2 separate regions of the Danio rerio genome follow, and region 1 is linked to region 2. Evidence: chromatin contacts called from public HiChIP or PLAC-seq data. All regions are on one chromosome and are shown on one strand. The core of a region is the stretch at or near the end of the contact, and the rest is flanking DNA. Distances in the headings are between cores, read along the strand shown. Region 1 holds the start of serpina10a (serpin peptidase inhibitor, clade A (alpha-1 antiproteinase, antitrypsin), member 10a). Region 2 holds the start of tmem251 (transmembrane protein 251).

The links. HiChIP or PLAC-seq counts read pairs in DNA pulled down with a chosen protein or histone mark.
Region 1: an H3K4me3 HiChIP or PLAC-seq map of embryo shows a contact between it and region 2, with 4 times the contacts expected there. The contact joins the promoter of serpina10a here to the promoter of tmem251 in region 2. A contact is called at or near these places in 1 of 18 Hi-C or Micro-C datasets (an unstated tissue) and 1 of 4 datasets of contacts at active chromatin or transcription factors (embryo).

Annotation. Positions count from the first base shown.
Region 1 is chr20:30,108,216-30,112,123 of GRCz12tu, forward strand. serpina10a (serpin peptidase inhibitor, clade A (alpha-1 antiproteinase, antitrypsin), member 10a) reads right to left here and starts at 1,510. Exons shown (of 5, transcript NM_001045071.2): 1 at 1,352-1,510. It also overlaps a transcript of prph2lb not described here.
Region 2 is chr20:29,805,387-29,809,154 of GRCz12tu, forward strand. tmem251 (transmembrane protein 251) reads left to right here and starts at 2,024. Exons shown (of 2, transcript NM_001033746.2): 1 at 2,024-2,127; 2 at 3,494-3,768. The coding sequence starts at 3,509. itpk1a (inositol-tetrakisphosphate 1-kinase a) reads right to left here and starts at 628. Exons shown (of 11, transcript NM_213017.1): 1 at 292-628; 2 at 50-146. The coding sequence starts at 144.

The DNA.
Region 1 (3,908 bases), core at 260-2,759, 300 kb after region 2:
AGACAACTTGACTAAACAGCATTAAGTATCAGTTGTCAATTTATACCCTTCAATAATATTTCTTGGTAAGATATATTATTTAAATGCTTAGCTTTGGTTTAGAAAGCGTTTTGGGGTTAATTTTGGGGAGCAAAAGAAAATGTAGTGTAATGAAACGGTGGCTGTGAAATGTATTGATAAAAGTTCCTTAAAGACCTACTGTATTTTTGATTTAAAATAACATCATTTTGAGCAAATCTTAAATGGATAATCAAGTAACTATTGCTTAGTTCCATAAATTTTCATCTTGAAATATAATTACCAATACACAGTTGTTTTATACTAATCGCCAAAGATTTCACAGCAAATAATGATGAACAACAACATTTAACAAGAACATTGAATAAAGACTTTTTAAAGAATTACGTTAATCAGTCTTTTCTAAGGTGATAAAAAACACAATAGCTTAATAAAAAGGTTTTGAGTTAAACCTTTGATATAAATATCAATGATAAAGGGTGGTGGACAAATTTGTGCAGATTGTAATATTGATATTTTTATAATATTTGTATTACATATTACATTATTATAATAGTATTACGTTTTGTTTGATATTAAAAAATGGTTAATTATGTTAAACTTTTATTTGACTCTCACCATACAAAATATGATAGAAAACAACATTATATAGTTTATAGGTATAATTTATACCTATACCAGTTTTCCTGGGGCCCTAAGTGGTCGCTTAGCTTATTGGTTAAATCCGCCTCTGATCACAATAGCAATTTAGAGGCAACATCAGTACAGTAAGTTAGAAACAGCTGCCTAGTTTTTAGGCAAATCTGTGCAGTATAATACATAACAAGCAATACACGGTGTGAGAGCCCACAATGAAGGCCTCAGTTGACCGACTTTTGTTTTTAAAGGATCTGATTGTCAGGCTTTAAACTGAAATTTTAACATATTATTACATTATCATCATCTTATTTATCATATTACACGGGTTGCGTTTGGTCTTTGTAAAATACTTCGCTGTTTTAATAGTCTAAGCCAGAATAAAAGAGAATGTCCTCTGATGATTCTAGAAGCGCAATCAGACGTGCGTATGATTCATGCATTCGTGCATTCTAAATAACAGCTAAGTTCAACCAAATAGCATCGATCAAACGGAGATCACTGATTAGTGTGTATTTTTCTCAATAGAGCTCGTGAACATTCTCAGAGGTGACAGGAGGCGTGTTTACAGTGTATGTTCCTTTAAGGGTTGTGTCGCATATTCAGTAGACTGCGCTAACATATAGCAACACGGTTTTAAACGAAAAAGAAATGTTGCACAATTCATTTGTATTCACTTACAGTCGATTCTACATACCTGCAATCACTCTAAAAGAACGCCGAAACGTTGTGGAGGACAGACTTCTTACGGTACAAATGTCTGATTCGAAGGCAGTGCCAAAATCCAAGTTATAGAAGTACAGATATGTTGTCTGTTTCAAAACAATTCACTGCAAACACAGCAACAACACCGTCTAACGGTTCACGTCATGTCGCCATCAATAACAAACCGAACGTACGCAGATTACGCAACATCCGCCCCTTGCCCATACGCGATGATTTACGCAGTTTACGTATGTTTCTCTTACATCGCACAAGGGGGAAACGTAATTTTATGATTTGCGATTTTGCGTAACATTTATTTCCAAATCTCTACAGCCATTTGTCAACTAACATGTTTGGGGAAAATAAAATATTACAATTTATTTTACTACCTATGATTTATATTTGAATAAATGGTAGTTTTAAATAAATAAAACGAATATGAATATCCCACTATTGCCTATTCAATTGTTAATATGATGTACACGAGTAACCACTGTAATCCACACAATTACTGTTCGCTTGTTTTAACGTTACCTGTACTTTTAGCACGTAAATTATCATGAAACTATAATTTATAAAAGCGTTAAGGTTTGAGACATTTTTATTTGAGATATTTTTACCTAGGTAAATATAATAAACACAATATTTCCAAAAGCAAAACATGTTTGTATAAATTGTCCTTGTAATCACAAATGGCTGCGATTGGCCCATTTTGGATGTTTTTACCAGCGCTGAGAAAAGTAACATGTACGGTACCACGTGACAACAATGTTCTACGTTGATTTCAGGAGCAGACGGCCAGACACTGTTGAGTTTGTGCTGTCGTCTAGTCGACTTGTTTTTAATCCAAGAAGGAGAGGCCGCTGTTAATCGGATGCGTGCCTCGGTCACGGTGACGGACTGCAAGATAAGTGCACACCAATCTCTTTAATTCAGAGGATTTGGTTTGGAACAGTTCTTGTCCAGAAAAGAGGGCCTCAGCAAATACAAAGACACTTGTAACGTTAAAGCAACTGATTTAATCACAGGCATTATCACGTTTTACTACAAGTGCATTCACGTCAAACATGTTTTAAAAAGTGACGTGTTTTAACACACAGCCAAAAACAAAACAAAACAAAACAAAACCCTGATGTCAAAACTGAAGTATGTGGAAGACATCAGAACGAATGAATGTGATACAAGGCCCCAGGTTTACAGCCTTTCTGGAGGCTCAGTCTTAAAATTTTTAAAATTTCAAATCAAAATGTTAGGCCTTAAAAAGTGAAATTCATTGAAATAATGTGTTGTAGGTTTTTATTTTTCTATGTCCATGTTAAGCTACCCAATCAGGCCAACACTTGTCCAATCAAACATTCCATCTCAATAAAAGTTTAACAAAAGTTTATTAACTCTATTTACCAATATGGCTTGATTATCTTCCTTATGATAACATTGTAATGTTTTAACTGGGCCATTACAAACAAATCTTAAGCGTTTGGTTTTTGTAAGTCTGAAATTTCATACATAAAGGTCTTAAAAAGGCTTAAATTTGACATGATCATGATGAAACCTGTAGAAACCCTGAAAAAACTAAAATAAAATAATAAAAAAAATACCTGTGGCTATAAACCCTTTTTACATTTCTGGCTTTCTCAGCAGCAGAAGTCATCATAGTTGGGTAAACTTAGAGTGCAGTGAAGGGGAGAGTACAACAAATAATTTTTTACAATCCAATTTGCTGAAATAATAAAGGAAAAAAAAATACCACGAGGATGTTATCAAGACTTTCAGTAAAAGAGAACAATAGTGTGAAGCTGATGACGGCAGCCAGAGGAGAAAATAATGTCAAATATACTCTTAGCCCCATAGACGCTGCATTAGAAACACCTCGGATAAACGGTAATTTGTTTTTTTGTAACTTGACGCAAAGATGATATAATACACTCATAAAGGCATGTAAATGTTCATACTTTTTAAAAAATCTAGATATTAAACTAACTTATAAGGATTTACCATTATGAAGACTGGTAAACACGTCAGAACAGTCTTTGAACAGGGTCCACTGATGATTCACTGAGGTCTTGCAATCGGTCTATGCAAGACCATTATTACCAATAATTACTTTTAATATTTTAGGTTCAACTTATTTCCCCTGTATTGCAACCTATATATATAGGCTGCAACATCCAGGATAAGCACAAGTAGGCCTAATATTATAATGAGCATTCATGCTCCCTCTCCATTGTAAATGCAAACAGAAAACATTTATTATACAGAGGGAGCATGCAAAGGTAACAAGGCTGTAAATAAAATTTTGCTTCCTACTCAGACCAATCATTTTCACTTCATAAGACCTCATTGTACCCTCAGGAGTTACTGGTGTTCATTTATGCCTGTGTTATAATTTTTTATTCTAAAAGTCCCTAAAACATCACAAAGGTCAATATTTTCAGGTAGTAATCTTCCATTTTTATGAAAGAAAAAAAATCACTTGTAAATTTTGGGTGAATTACCCTGTAAAGATAATTATCCTGTTAGAGGTATGCAGTTTTTTTTGCATATGGAAA
Region 2 (3,768 bases), core at 774-3,273:
TATCAATCTAAAGTCAAATGTAGGCTGATTGTGAGCGTTTTTTACACACCTGCACAAATCCACGAAGGTTTGGAAATTGAGTTTTTTAATCTTCTTCTCACTGAGCCAGTATCCAACTCGCTTTCCTTTCACGAACGTCTGCATCTCTAAATACAGATAGATACAGATAGACAGTAAATAAAGCAGTTTGGTTAATAAGTATTGTAAAGTACATGAAGAGAGTACTTAAGAATAAGTTAGTTGTTATGTTAAAAAATACTGACGACTTCATGAAAGCGAGAATGAATTTACCTGACAGAATGAATGTACTGAATCAATGTGAAGTTGCGAGTCTCTCCTTTACGTCTCGTAAAGTCCAAGTTACAGGTTTAGACTGTCATCAAGGGTCCATCCAGTATTGCTAGTGTCCTCCAGAAAGCGTGTCTCTCTGTCTAAATAGTTGTTCAATTTTATGACAACTTCGTCACATTATTTATATGACAGCAACACGTATCGACATAACAAACACATCATGGCAGAAGGCAGTCTGAGAGCGGCGCGGGTGCCCCTTGCCTAACTGAGATCTCAACGCTTATATGCCCAAATGGTCTGTCCATTACTCGCCCATGCTGTCGATTATCAATGTAATGTTGATTGGCCACTTGGACAGCAACGAAACTTATTTGCCAAGACACACCCTTTCAGAGGCGGGATGTTAACTGCGGGATGTTAGCTAGAGGCAACGTTCATTCATTAATTCATTCATTCTATTGTGTCGTGCCAAAGTTGAAATGTTTCACAGGAACTATGTAAATGAAAGTAAGTGTAGACTTGTGATTGGACGTAATAAGTTTTTTATTATAAAAAACTTCTTTTATTGTGTTAATAAAACATTATACAGGCACATGGAGGGATCAATGACTGGGATGGATGCATGGGGCAGACGAATTGCTCCATTCAAGAATAAGCTAGAGTGACAACATTCATACTATATATTCTCAGTTAGACCCTCCTTCAATCTGAGAGAAATCATCCATTTCAAGTGCTTCAGTATAAAACTCATTTTTAGGTAAAATGGTAATTTTTTAATGTTCAGAAAATTTCTCATACTGTCTAATCTGTTTTCATGAAACATTATTCATTTGTATAATTGAAACCACAGTTTTCTTAGCTTTAAGTTAAGTTACCAAGCAAAGCTATTGTATCTCCCTAACAGACAGTTTAATCAGGATTGACAGAATTGGGACAGTTACAGCATGTTTTTATTACAATTCATTCTACTGGCATGTGCAGTTTTAATTGTATCACAGTTTTGGTGTAATTTTTTTTTTTAATTAATAATTACTTCATTAAATTCAAATGTCAAAGAAATAGCTGAATAAAGGTTCACTCTTGGTTTTCAGTAAAAATATATTTATTTATTCTCTATTAGGGCTAGGCCGATAAACGATAAAATTGATGTCAATAACAATATTCTGGACTTTTTTTTACTCTATATTGATATAAGAGCCAATCACACAGCTGTAATGTGCAACAATGGGTATTTAAAACTGTGTTGATATTAGAGATCTAAGTTACTCTAATTAGTTACATCTAATTTTTATGGCTTCAGTCATTGATGTATTAGCCTACTCCTTTAAATCTGAAACCATTGACAAAAAATATCAAAATATATATGGTTATCATTCAATATGGAAAATAATTAGCGAAACTGCATTTTTGCCATATCAACCAGACCTATCATAAACTGTGTTGTAAGTCTGTTTTTATACAGATAAACCAATCAGGACAAGTCATGATCCATAATATACCAGTGCTATTATATGACACAACACAAATTCAATTGCAAGCAAAATAAAAAATGGGGGTAAATGTTTAAAATCATTGTCCAAGGCAGTGTAATACTATACAGTAGTGGAGTGTTCATCGCAGTCTAGTTTGTACCACAGACATGCTCACGAGGGCGGTAAAGTCCTTTGCTAGGTTAATCATAAAGTCCTCGAAGATTCATGGGAACTTCCCGGATGTAGACATTCCAGGAAGTGAGTCCTATGACAACAACCCTGTGACAAACCGACGCTGTGTGCTTTGGCTTGAGGAACAAATTTTCTAGGAAACCGAGCAAAATGGATTGATCGTGTAATTACAGTAAGTAACAATGAGTGAAAACCATGTGGTAATCTATAGGACGGAGGCGTGTCGAGGTTTAATGACACACCAGTGCTGGTTAACAGCTTTGAGAAATCTCCAGATGGTGTGTGTGTGTGTTTGCGAGGTTATTGAGCTGGAAACACTTCCTCTTTGGAATATTTTTTCCAAATGTTTCCTGCTAGATTGTATTAATTAGTCTAGAAACTTGTTTCGTACAACTTTTAGGAAAGCTGTTTTTAATGTGCAATTAATTGTTCACCATTCGAGTTTCTGTTTACTTGTAGATTCAGTGAAAATTGTTTTCATTTTTATGTCCTGAAACCATTGATCACATGACTTCTATTCATACTGGGGCAAAATTGGTTTTATATTTGCACATTCAAACTTTCTCCCTAATATTATACTTTTAGAAAAGTATTCTTTGCAAATTCTAAACAGGAAACTCATATTAGCAGCCAGAGAATATCAAATTACATCATTGTGCAGAGCCAAGTAAATATTGCTGATTAACGTTAGGGATGCTTCGATAAGGATTTTTGCAGGCGATATTTAGTCCTAATTCCTTGTTATGGTGATCAGCCGATACAGAGTACAGATTCTAATGCTTTAAGCTTTTTAATAAGTATGATTCCTCTAAGTATGAACTTAATGAAAATAAATGAAGGATGCTGCATATAATACCTTAAACAATTCTCTTATAACTATTTAGGTATGAACATGTCATGGCCAGAAGCAGATTTACAGAAAATAATTCATTCATTCATTTTACTTCGGCTTATTCCCGTATTTGTCAGGGGTCGCCACAGCAGAATGTACCACCACAAAAATTAGTAATAAAAATGACAAACAATGCATTTTGGAAACACTGCAAATGATGAAAGGAGAATTCAACGTCTCAATCATGAAAAAGTTTGGAGCGGATATTTGATGCATAACAAGTTAAAATGCAGATCTAGAAAATCGAATACATCTTTACAATGAACAGAGGTCGCACCGCATCTCTGTGTATTTTAGTTGCTGTTAAAAGATCGCATCAGGCACCTCCTGTTGTGGCTGCTGTAGGCTATGCATAATATATAGGAGCGCATGTGCATCTACCTCTGCTTGTAAAGTCATAAACAAACCCCCTGCGATCAACTCTTGAGTAACTGGCAATTGCAGATCGAGTCATGAAATGTGATTATCTTTGGCCGATCGATCGGAGCATCCCTAGAGCTAATGCTGTTTTTGAAGTCATACTTCTATGCTATTTCTGACCGACTATTCAAAGTAAACAATATAGGAACTGTGTCACAAGTTATCACTGCACGAATATGTGAATATAAAACCAACTTTACCTCAGATTTGTCTTTGTTTTTCCCAGGGAAGAGCATGGAGAATGATGAATTTCCGTCAGCGGATGGGGTGGATTGGTGTCGGACTGTACTTGCTGGCCAGTGTCGCTGCAGTGTATTACATATTTGAGATCAGCCAAACATACAACCGACTTGCATTGGCACAAGTGGAAAAAACATCTGGAGCGCAGGCAAAATGGCCAGGAGACGCTTCATCCTCTTCCCCTTCTTCAACCTCATGGATAGTAACTCTGAAAACGAGACTTCTCCTCTTGCCCTTCTGGGTTTGGGCCACCATTTTCCT